2 separate regions of the Macaca mulatta genome follow, and region 2 is linked to region 1. Evidence: chromatin contacts called from public Hi-C data. All regions are on one chromosome and are shown on one strand. The core of a region is the stretch at or near the end of the contact, and the rest is flanking DNA. Distances in the headings are between cores, read along the strand shown.

Evidence for each region. A called contact is a pair of places that touch in the nucleus more often than the background predicts.
Region 2: a contact with region 1 is called in a Hi-C map of blood, with 3 times the contacts expected there. The contact joins the promoter of EDEM1 here to the promoter of ARL8B in region 1. A contact is called at or near these places in 6 of 14 Hi-C or Micro-C datasets (CD4 T cells, blood, cortical neurons and 3 more).

What each region holds. Positions count from the first base shown.
Region 1 is chr2:143,858,425-143,863,470 of T2T-MMU8v2.0, forward strand. It overlaps ARL8B (ADP ribosylation factor like GTPase 8B), which reads left to right and starts at 2,298. Exons shown (of 8, transcript XM_002808319.4): 1 at 2,298-2,416; 2 at 2,418-2,594. The coding sequence starts at 2,300.
Region 2 is chr2:143,918,789-143,923,498 of T2T-MMU8v2.0, forward strand. EDEM1 (ER degradation enhancing alpha-mannosidase like protein 1) reads left to right here and starts at 3,451. Exons shown (of 12, transcript NM_001265750.1): 1 at 3,451-3,990. The coding sequence starts at 3,482.

The sequences.
Region 1 (5,046 bases), core at 1,048-3,547:
TACTCGGGAGGCTGAGGGAGGAGAATTGCTTGAACCCAGGAGCCTGAGGTTGCAGTGAGCTGAGATTGCGCCACTGCACTCCAGCCTGGCAACAGAGGGAGACTCATCTCAAAAGAAAAAAAAAAAAAAAATTCCTGGGCTGGGTGTGGGCATGGTGGCTCAAGCCTGTAATCCCAACACTTTGAGAGACTGAAGCAGGAGGATCACTTGAGCCTAAGAATTCAAGGCTGCAATGAGCTATGATCTGCCATTGCACTCCAACCTGGGCAACTGTGCTTAACTCTGTCTCGAAATCAAATAAACAAGAAAACTGAGCTCCCTCAAGTGACTACACAGACCCTTCCTGGACAAAGAGATCCTAGGAAAATCTTAGAAACTGAGTTCCTTCCCTCGACAAGATGGGAAGTCAGTCACACCTGGTTATACCTCCTCCTTTATGTGGTTTAGAAACAACAAATGACCAACATTAACGTTAAAATAGAGATCATAAGACTGACAGAATGGACTCTGTGACAATTAGATAGCAAATTATAAACAGGACCTAAGGCCATACTAGGCAAGGGTTAAATGACTAACTGCAAGGTTTTTCTTTTTCTCTACCAGCTAAACCAGCACTGGCCTGGAAATAAACACAATTAAAACAGTTACAACTCTCTTCCAGATGCAGGCTAATTGATCTGTTCCTCAAGCCTAACTGTGGCTTTGATTAGACAAGCGACTGACTTCTGTAACTTTCTCCTGTTAAGAGACAGCTTACTATGCATCCATGCATTGGTTCTGGCTGGCTTTTTGTTTTGTTTTTTTTTTTTGTTTTTTTTTGAGATGGAGTCTTGCCCTGTCACCCAGGATGGCTGGGGCATGATCTCGGTCACTGCAACCTCCGCCTCCCGGATTCAAGCGATTCTCCTGCCTCAGTCTCCGGCATAGCTGGGATTACAGGCGCATGCCACCATGTCTGGCTAATTTTTGTATTTTTAGTAGAGACGGGGTTTCACCATGTTGGTCAGGCTGGTCTTGAACTCCTGACCTGAGGTGACCTGCCCGCCTTGGCCTCCCAATGTGTTGGGATTACAGGCATGAGCCACTGCACCTGGCCTGGGCTAATTTTTTGTATCTTTAGTAGAGACAGGGTTTCACCATGTTGGCCAGGCTGGTCTCAAATTCCTGACCTCGTGATCCACCTGCCTCAGCCTCCCAAAGTGTTGGGATTACAGGCTGTGAGCCACCACGCCCAGCTCAGTTCTGGCTGGTTTTACAGAGGCCAAGCAGTTGAATGCCTTTCTGGTCCCTGATTCACTTTCTGTTTGGAGGGCCTGATTATAATACATTTACTTTATTTATTTATTAATTTTTTTTTTTGAGACAGGGTCTCACTCTGTCACCCAGGCTGAAGTGCAGTGGCATGATCTCGGCTCACTGCAACCTTCGCCTTCTGGGTTCACACAATTCTCCCACCTCAGCTTCCCAAGCAGCTGAGACTACAGGTGCATACCACCACGTTCGGCTAATTTTGTATTTTTAGTAGAGATGGGGCTTCACCATGTTGGTCAGGCTGGTCTCAAACTCCTGACCTCAGGTGATCTGCCCGCCTTGGCCTCCCAAAGTGCTGGGATTACAGGCATGAGCCACCACACCCTGCCTGATTATAATACATTTAAATATTAAGTCGCCACCCTTAAATGAACAAGGTCATATGAACCATACAGATTTGTTCACTATGTAAGTGTCAAGACCACCACCTTCATACATATTAATAGCTCCTTTCATAAGTGAAATATGTTTACTTGGCCAACCCTTCAATATAAATTCTTGTTGCACCGTTCCCTCTCTCAAAGTGCTTACTTTTTTTTTTTTTTAGCCTGAGGCTGCACTTCCTGCCTACAGGTTATAATCCTCTTCTTAAGAAATAAAGCTCTCCTTTCTAAATTTATAAACTGTGTGATTTTTAAGTTAACACTATTTTTGCTACTACCAAAAATGTAGGACAGGAAGTTTTATTCCACGCTAACTCTTCCAGAGTCTTCAAGTCTTCCTGCAGAGTAGATTGCTGATGAACGATTATAGAAAAAAAATGAATGAATGAATTAACGAATGAATAAGTGGATGAATGACGAAAGAACCAACAGTGAATGAATGGAGAGAAAGCCTCAAGGGGGCCCGCGGGTACGCTGTGCTGCGGGGCATGCCCACCAGGTGGCGCTGCAAGCGGCGGGGGGGCCTGGTCAGACGGGCCGCGCCGCTCTTGCCGTGGGTGCAGACGGCGGCGCCGGGAAGGGCGTGGGGGGGTAGGGCGAGTCATATGACCCGCTTAGCTTCCTGGCTCTGGCCGCTGCTGCCCGCCGGTGTGCGCCCGTGTCGCGCCGGGGCACCGAGGAGCCGTTGGGGGGTCTGGGCGGAGGCCCGCTCGTGTGGAAGTCGTCGACGTCGCTGCTCGTCCGTCCTCCCGTCCGTCCTCGATCCCGGCCGCCATCATGCTGGCGCTCATCTCCCGCCTGCTGGACTGGTTCCGTTCGCTCTTCTGGAAGGAGGAGATGGAGCTGACGCTCGTGGGGCTGCAGTACTCGGGCAAGACCACCTTCGTCAATGTCATCGCGGTGAGTGCCCGCCCACTCTCTCGCCCGGGGCTCCGCAGCCCGGAGTCCGGCCCGGCGCCTCTAGAAGGCCTGAGTCTAGAAGGCCCTCGGCGCGATGGGACTGATGGCGGGGGGGGGGGGGGCGTGCGAAGCTGGGCCTGTCGCCTCCCGAGGGCCAGAATTTGGAATTTCCCGCGTGTTGGCGGCGCGGGGAGTAGCACTGAGATCGGCAGCGGAAGGGTTAAGTCTATGTAGACATTTTCCAAGGGCTGTGTCCTCAACGCCGCGGGGGCTCGGAAAGAGTTAAATTGGGCTTGTCACATTTTTTAAAGCACTTGGGGATTGGGGTTTCCATTGGGTTTGCCCAGTAGGGGCAGCCAAAGAGTTAAGTCCAGTTTGTCACTTTCCCAAAGGGTGGGATTTGGCAAATCCGTCAGCCCTATGAGAAAGCGTAAGCATTAAGATCCTCTCTTAAGTTGCCACTTTGGACCAATAGCCCCATTGTGAAAGCAGGAGACCAGTGTGGGCGCCTTCCTGAATTTTGTGGGCAGCTCGCCCCATCTAATTTAGTTACTTGTTTTCACCCGTCACCCAGGCGCGGAGGCCAAGCTGATTGCTGAGCTCCAGCTAGCCCACAATACATAGTATTTATGAAGCTAAAAGTTAATTGTTTTAAGAGAGTAGATAAGATGGATCTGCAGTCAGCATAAAGTTAACTACCCTGCGAAAAAGGGGTTGGTCTTTCAATGGTGTTTTTCACTTGAAGAGAAAAGAAGGTACTGGGCAGGTACACAGCTTAGCAGGCGCAGGGAATGGGTGGAAGGAAAATTGCAGGGAGGACTTACATAGAATGTGGTGTTTGTTCATCAATGATTGAGTAAAAAGATGATTATTTCGTTTTGCTTGTTTGGTTGGTTGGGAAAGAAATAGGAGCGAAAAATTTCTCCTTGATCTTTATTTAGAGCCCAGGAGTTGCTGTGACTCAGTTTTAGCTGGTAGTGGCTTGTACACGCCAGGGGAGTTTTAGAACTGTTCTGAAGAGAGATGGCAGCAGTTCTTCCACCTTTTCAATGACTGTTGAAATCCTGAAGACTAGCTGTCCGACTGGTTAGGTTACACAAGAATAATTCAAACACAGCTTTCATGTTTGAGAAAATAGGTAACTTGTGATTCTTAGTCCTTGCAGTAATAAAGCAACAGGAGTAAGTCTTGGAGAAAAAGAGATTAGCAGAAACCCCAACGTCCTTTGAAGAATGGTGTGTATAAGGAAGCTTGACCTGCTTGTTGTTCGGATCCTTTTCTAATATTATTATTATTACTTTTTTTTTTTTTTGAGACGGAGTTTCGCATTGTCCCCCAGGCTGGAGTGCAGTGGCGAGATCTCAGCTCACTGCAACCTCCACCTCCCACGTTCAAGCGATTTTCCTGCCTCCACCTCCTGAGTAGCTGGGATTACAGACGTCCTCCACCACGGCCGGCTAATTACTTTTAGTAGAGACGGGTTTTGCTGTGTTGCTCAGACTGGTCTCAAACTCCTGACCTCATGTGATCCACCCGACTTGGACTCTTAAATTGCTGGGATTACAGGCGTGAGCCACCGTGCCTGGCCGCCTATTGTAATATTATGATTTTTTGAGCTTCCACAGGAATAGAAGGGTGGAATGTGTATCTAAAACCACTAATTTTTTTTTTTTTTTTTTTTTTTTTTTCTGGTAGAGACAAGATCTTCCTATGTTGCCCAGGCCAGCCTTGAGCTCCTGGGCTCAATCGAGCCTCCTGCCTTGGCCTCCTAAAGTGCTGGGATTACAGGCATGAGCCACTGTTCCTGGCCTAATACCACTAAAATTAATGAGGAAAAATGAACTTACATATTTATATTAGAATTTACATATTTTATATTAGAATTTTTTTCTTTTCTTTTTTTTTTTTTTGAAGACAGGATCTTCGCCCAGACTGGAGTGCAGTGGTGCAGTCGTAGCTCACTGCAGCCTCCAACTCCTGGGCTCATGTGATCCTCCCTGCCTCAGCCTCCCAAGTAGCTGGGACTACAGGCACGTGCCACTACCGTGGCTGGCTATTTATTTATTTATTTATTTTTTAATTTTTTTTTATAGAGATGGGCTCTTGCTATGTTGCCAGGGCTGGTCTTGAACTGCTGGCCTCAAGCAGTCTTCCTGCCTTGGCCTTCCAGCGTACTGGGATTATAGGCTTGAAGCATCACATCCTGCTAGAACTTTTATATAATGTGGAAAAGATGAGGCGTAAGCTTGAGTGAAGTTGAGCTCAGTTAACTAAATTTTCTCATGTCCCCTTGAGCTGAGAATTGGAGTCATCTTGTAAATCTTGTTCTTTTGACAACATTGAATTAATGTATCATGTAGATAGGTGTATTAATACAGCCAGTTGTATTTGTTGCAGTTAGGTCGTTATGCATGGGAAGTCTGAAAAGTTGAGCAAATCTTTGAGGAACTTC
Region 2 (4,710 bases), core at 2,201-4,700, 62 kb after region 1:
TGGGAGCTTTCATTCTATTTTGTAGAATGGAGGCTGGCCCATTCATAAGTTATGAATAAACGCCAGTTAGATCTGTAAGTAAATTTGTTGTAATTTTTTCTGACACTAGGAATTGCCAAATAGCCCTTCACAGGGGAAGTACTAGTTTTTGTTTTTACCAATCCCTGTCCCCTGTGCCTTTTTAAAAAAGAGATGAAGTCTCACTGTTTACCCAGGTAATTAATTGCATTGCCTATTTACAGCCATGATCATAGCAAACGCAACTTCAAGCTACTGGCTCAAGGGATCTTCCTGCCTCAGCCTCTGGAGTACCCTGTATTTTGTTCACAGAGCATGTTGACAAACTTGGATTTCTGCCCATCAAATAAGTTTGAACTATAATTATACACTTTTTTTTTTTTTTAAGGCCATCAGCTTTGCAAAACCCCTGCTTTTGAAATATCTTTTTTTTTTTTTTTTTTTTTTGAGATGCAGTCTTACTCTGTTGCCCAGGATGGAGTGTGGTGGTGCTATCTGAGCTCACTGCAGCCTCTGCCTCCTGGGTTCAAGTGATTCTCGTGCCTCAGCCTCCTGAGTATCTGGGATTACAGGCGCCTACCACTACACCTGGCTAATTGTTTTATTTTTAGTAGAGATGGGGTTTCATCATTGTAGCAAGGCTGGTCTCAAACTCCTGACCTTAAGTGATCTAACTTGGTCTCCCAAAGTTCTGTGATTACAGGCGTGAGCCACCGTGCCCAGCCAGGTGCTAGTTTTAAAAGGTTCAGAGTTGAAAAGTATTAACAATAGGGCTCACTGTATAACACGGTGTAAGTACTATACACACACACACACACACGTGTATGATGTAATTCACAACTGTGATAAACATTGTCCTCATCACTCACCCATTTTATGGATGAGGAAACAAGTCCAGAAAAGTAACTTCCCAAGGTCACTCTTAGGGCAGAGCTACTATTTGAACACCTGACTTCTGAATGTGAGTTCTTAGTCGTCATCTCTTTGGCATTCCCCAGAGTAAAGGAAAAAGTGCCTCCTTATCAGTCCCTGATGCTCTTGTGAGATTGCTGGAAAACCTGTCACAAATCAAACTGTATCTTAAAGAGTTGATTTTTAAGGTGGAGTTTTCTGATTAGGTATGGGTGTTGTCCCAATATCAGTTGTATTTACCTTAAGGGGAGTCCTAATCGAAAGGACTAGCACAAAATAACCCATTTCTTTCATTTCAGTTTCATTCCAGAAGGAAACACTTTCTGAACCTAGATCCTAATGCCTAGGCTATGCCTTGCAGGGCACTGATGTCAAAACTGTTGCCTTTGGATGGCTTGGAAAGAGCCGAGGGACCTGTCTGCTCAAGGGCCAGCTATTTGAAGTGCAAATTGCCCTAAAGTGTAGTAACTCTCTTTCTGCCTAGAGTCAACAGGCTCTGAGAATTGAGCCCCCAACCTGATTTCTTCCGTTATGGCTTGTGGAATAAGCCTTAGAATGTTTTCTATGAAGATTAAATGAGCACACATGTCAAAGTGTTTTGAAAACCATCAGGTTTACCATGAAAAGCATCTTTCAGGAGTTGGATGGTTTTCTCTGGTTATTAAAATATTTATTTTTATAAGAGTTTTTCTCTAACATCAAGACAGGAGCTGTCCTCAGTGTGGCCTGCAGTTAACCAGATTAAGTTTAAGTTAAAATCTGCAATAAAGTAGCCCTGGAAGGAAACATACAACATGCAACTGAATATTCACATTCAGTTTGCAAGTTCCGGGAAGGCAGAAGTTCAGGATCAAGGGCTGGAGCTCGGCTGCCAGCACAGTCCCCAGGCATCCTTCACTGAGGGGAAAAAGCAGAAGTTATGTAGTCTAAAGATCCTGACGCAAGTTGTCTTCATAATCTTTTTGCTGCTTGGGCTGCTCTCGATGTCTCAATGTTGGGAAAGAACAAGGCTCAGCCAATAGTAAGGACCTTCCTATGTGCCAGCTACCATGTGCTGTAATCAAGTGTTTTCTTAGTTCCCCCTTACACCTGCTCTGTATTTCAAAAAGTCCTCTACCCTGAAAATGTGCTGAGAGTGCCACATGACAACTTACCTTCTTATGCACTCCCTTGGTCGGCCATTCAGCCAATATCTGATTTGGGGGTCTAGTCAGGTCTTGCTTCCCAAGCTTTTCAGAAACCTTGATGAAACAGGCATAGGGTCTAAACTTAGAGCAAACCTTACAGCCAACTCCAAGTGCAGCAAGCAAAATAAATAAAACGTCTAAACCGTTGAATCTTTATGTGAAAGCCATAGCCCTTTAGAGCTAACATTTGCAACATTCTTAATTATAGGAAGTAGATATAGAGGAGTAAAGTGATTTAACTGGGAATCTACCCCACACCTCAAAAGTTAGGTCGTTAATTGCGGGTGCACAGGAGAGATGGTGGGATGGGAGGGACAAGAGAAGACATATTTAGATACATCTGGTTAATAATTTGGTGGTGGTGGGAGCCTTGATTCCCACCCCCAACCCGCACCCCCCTTTTAAAAAAATCCTATTGCCGAGACAAAAGCAATATAACATAATTTAGTATTTCCTGAAACTGCCGGTTTCTAGGAACTGCCCAAGAGTACCTATACGCACATTCCCGAGACACTGGAGTTGGATAGGTCTAGGGAGGGATCTGGGGATATGCGTTTTACAAGCATCAAGAGCGATTCTTAAAAATTGGGTGTTTAAATCAAAAGATTTATGATCTTTATGTGGCCTGCAGTTAACTGTTTTGTGCACTCCTTGAGCTAAAAGGTAGTATCCCACCCCCTCCATAAACAGACACCTAAGTTATAAAACTTCTGCCCTAGATATGCAAAAATAGTTCCTTTTATACAGAAATGATCCTTTCCTTCTTTTCAGTATGTATCTTTTAACTGTCATCACTCCTAACCTAGACCTAGAGTGGTTTTGTTCCGGTCCCAGCTCTGCCGGACACACGCTCTGCCCAGAGAGAGACCCGATCTACCCAAGGCCAGGCGGCCTAGGGCCACGTCTGTGTCTAGCGTCCGGCGGGCGCTGCCGTGCCGCTCTCCCATTGGCTGGAAGTTCCCTCGCCTGGGCCGGCGCGGCTCCTGCTCGCCACGCCAGCCCGTCGGGCTACCGACCGCCCAGGGGGGCGGAGCTTGGAGGGACGGGGCGGGGCCCGGGTGAGGGGCGGGGCCTCGGGGCGTCGCGGACGTCCCGGCGGCCTACGGCGTGGGAGGGAGTCCTGGGCCGCGCCCCGCGAGGCCGGGCCCTGGCCGGGCCAATCCCGGGCCACCGGGCGAGCGAATGCTGGGCCTGGCGGGCCCGCCCGAGAGCCTGGGGGTTGGGGACAATGGGCTAGTTCCTGGTGCGTCACGGGGGAGTTCCTTAAAGGGGAAGTGAGCCGGGCTACGGGGCGAGCGCGGGGTGCGGTGGTCGGCGGGGAGGCCCCCGCGCTTTAAAATAATGCCCGCCGCGCCCGCGCGACCATGCAATGGCGAGCGCTTGTCCTGGGGCTGGTGCTCCTCCGGCTTGGCCTCCATGGAGTATTGTGGCTCGTCTTCGGGCTGGGGCCCAGCATGGGCTTCTACCAGCGCTTTCCGCTCAGCTTCGGCTTCCAGCGTCTGAGGAGCCCCGACGGCCCCGCGTCGCCCGCCTCGGGGCCCGTGGGCCGGCCTGGGGGGCTATCTGGACCGTCGTGGCTGCAGCCGCCGGGGACCGCGGCGACGCAGAGCCCGCGCAAGGTTCCGCGGCGTCCTGAGCCGGGGGTGTGCGGCCCAGCCCACTGGGGCTACGTGCTGGGCGGCCGGGACCGCGGCCCGGACGAGTACGAGAAGCGCTACAGCGGCGCCTTCCCTCCGCAGCTGCGTGCCCAGATGCGCGACCTGGCACGGGGGATGTTCGTTTTTGGCTACGACAACTACATGGCGCACGCCTTCCCTCAGGACGAGCTCAACCCCATCCACTGCCGCGGCCGTGGGCCCGACCGCGGGGACCCGTGAGTAGCCCCCGCCGCCCGGGGCCGCGCGCCCAAGCGCTTCCTTCCGCCCTCCGCTCCGGGGTGCAGCCGTCTGTCCTCCGAGGGCGCCAGGGCCGTTAGGGTCCCGGGCAGCGTCCCCGCACCGTGTCCCGCCTGAGTCCCTGTGAAGACACCCGAGCTTGAGGGTGCGGGGTGGGCCGGTGGCCTTCCTCTCCTGATTCTCCCGCAATCTCCAAACTTCAGAACTGCTGTCCAGCTCAGTGTCTTACACATGAGGAAACTGAGGTCCAGGACCAGAAGGGACAGTGGCAGTGCCAAGGGCTGGCTTGGAGGGCTTTCCACTTCCATCTTGAGCCCCTCCTCCGGATGAACATAAACTCTAGATGAAATCTCCATGCTTCCCGTGTAAACGCAGCTTCAGAACAAGTCTTTTCCCCGTACCCCCACCTCCATCAGATTGCCACACCCACGTCCTTTCTGTGTAAAAAGCCAAGAGTTGACTTCTCCAAAGCCGTCCATTGAGTTTGAGGCAGAACGGGGTTACAGCCTCTCCTTCACAGGGGCTGCTTCTTACGCTGAGGATAGGTGGTGGGGAGGGAAGCTATGTGGCCCACATTTGGGGTCCAGATACTTGAGGTGAAATTTATTGGATGCTGAATTGACTGTCAACGTCATTACCCTGTGCGATCTGTCCTATAAATCCCCCCCTCTGGTGGCGTGGTTGTCAGGGAAGGTCAG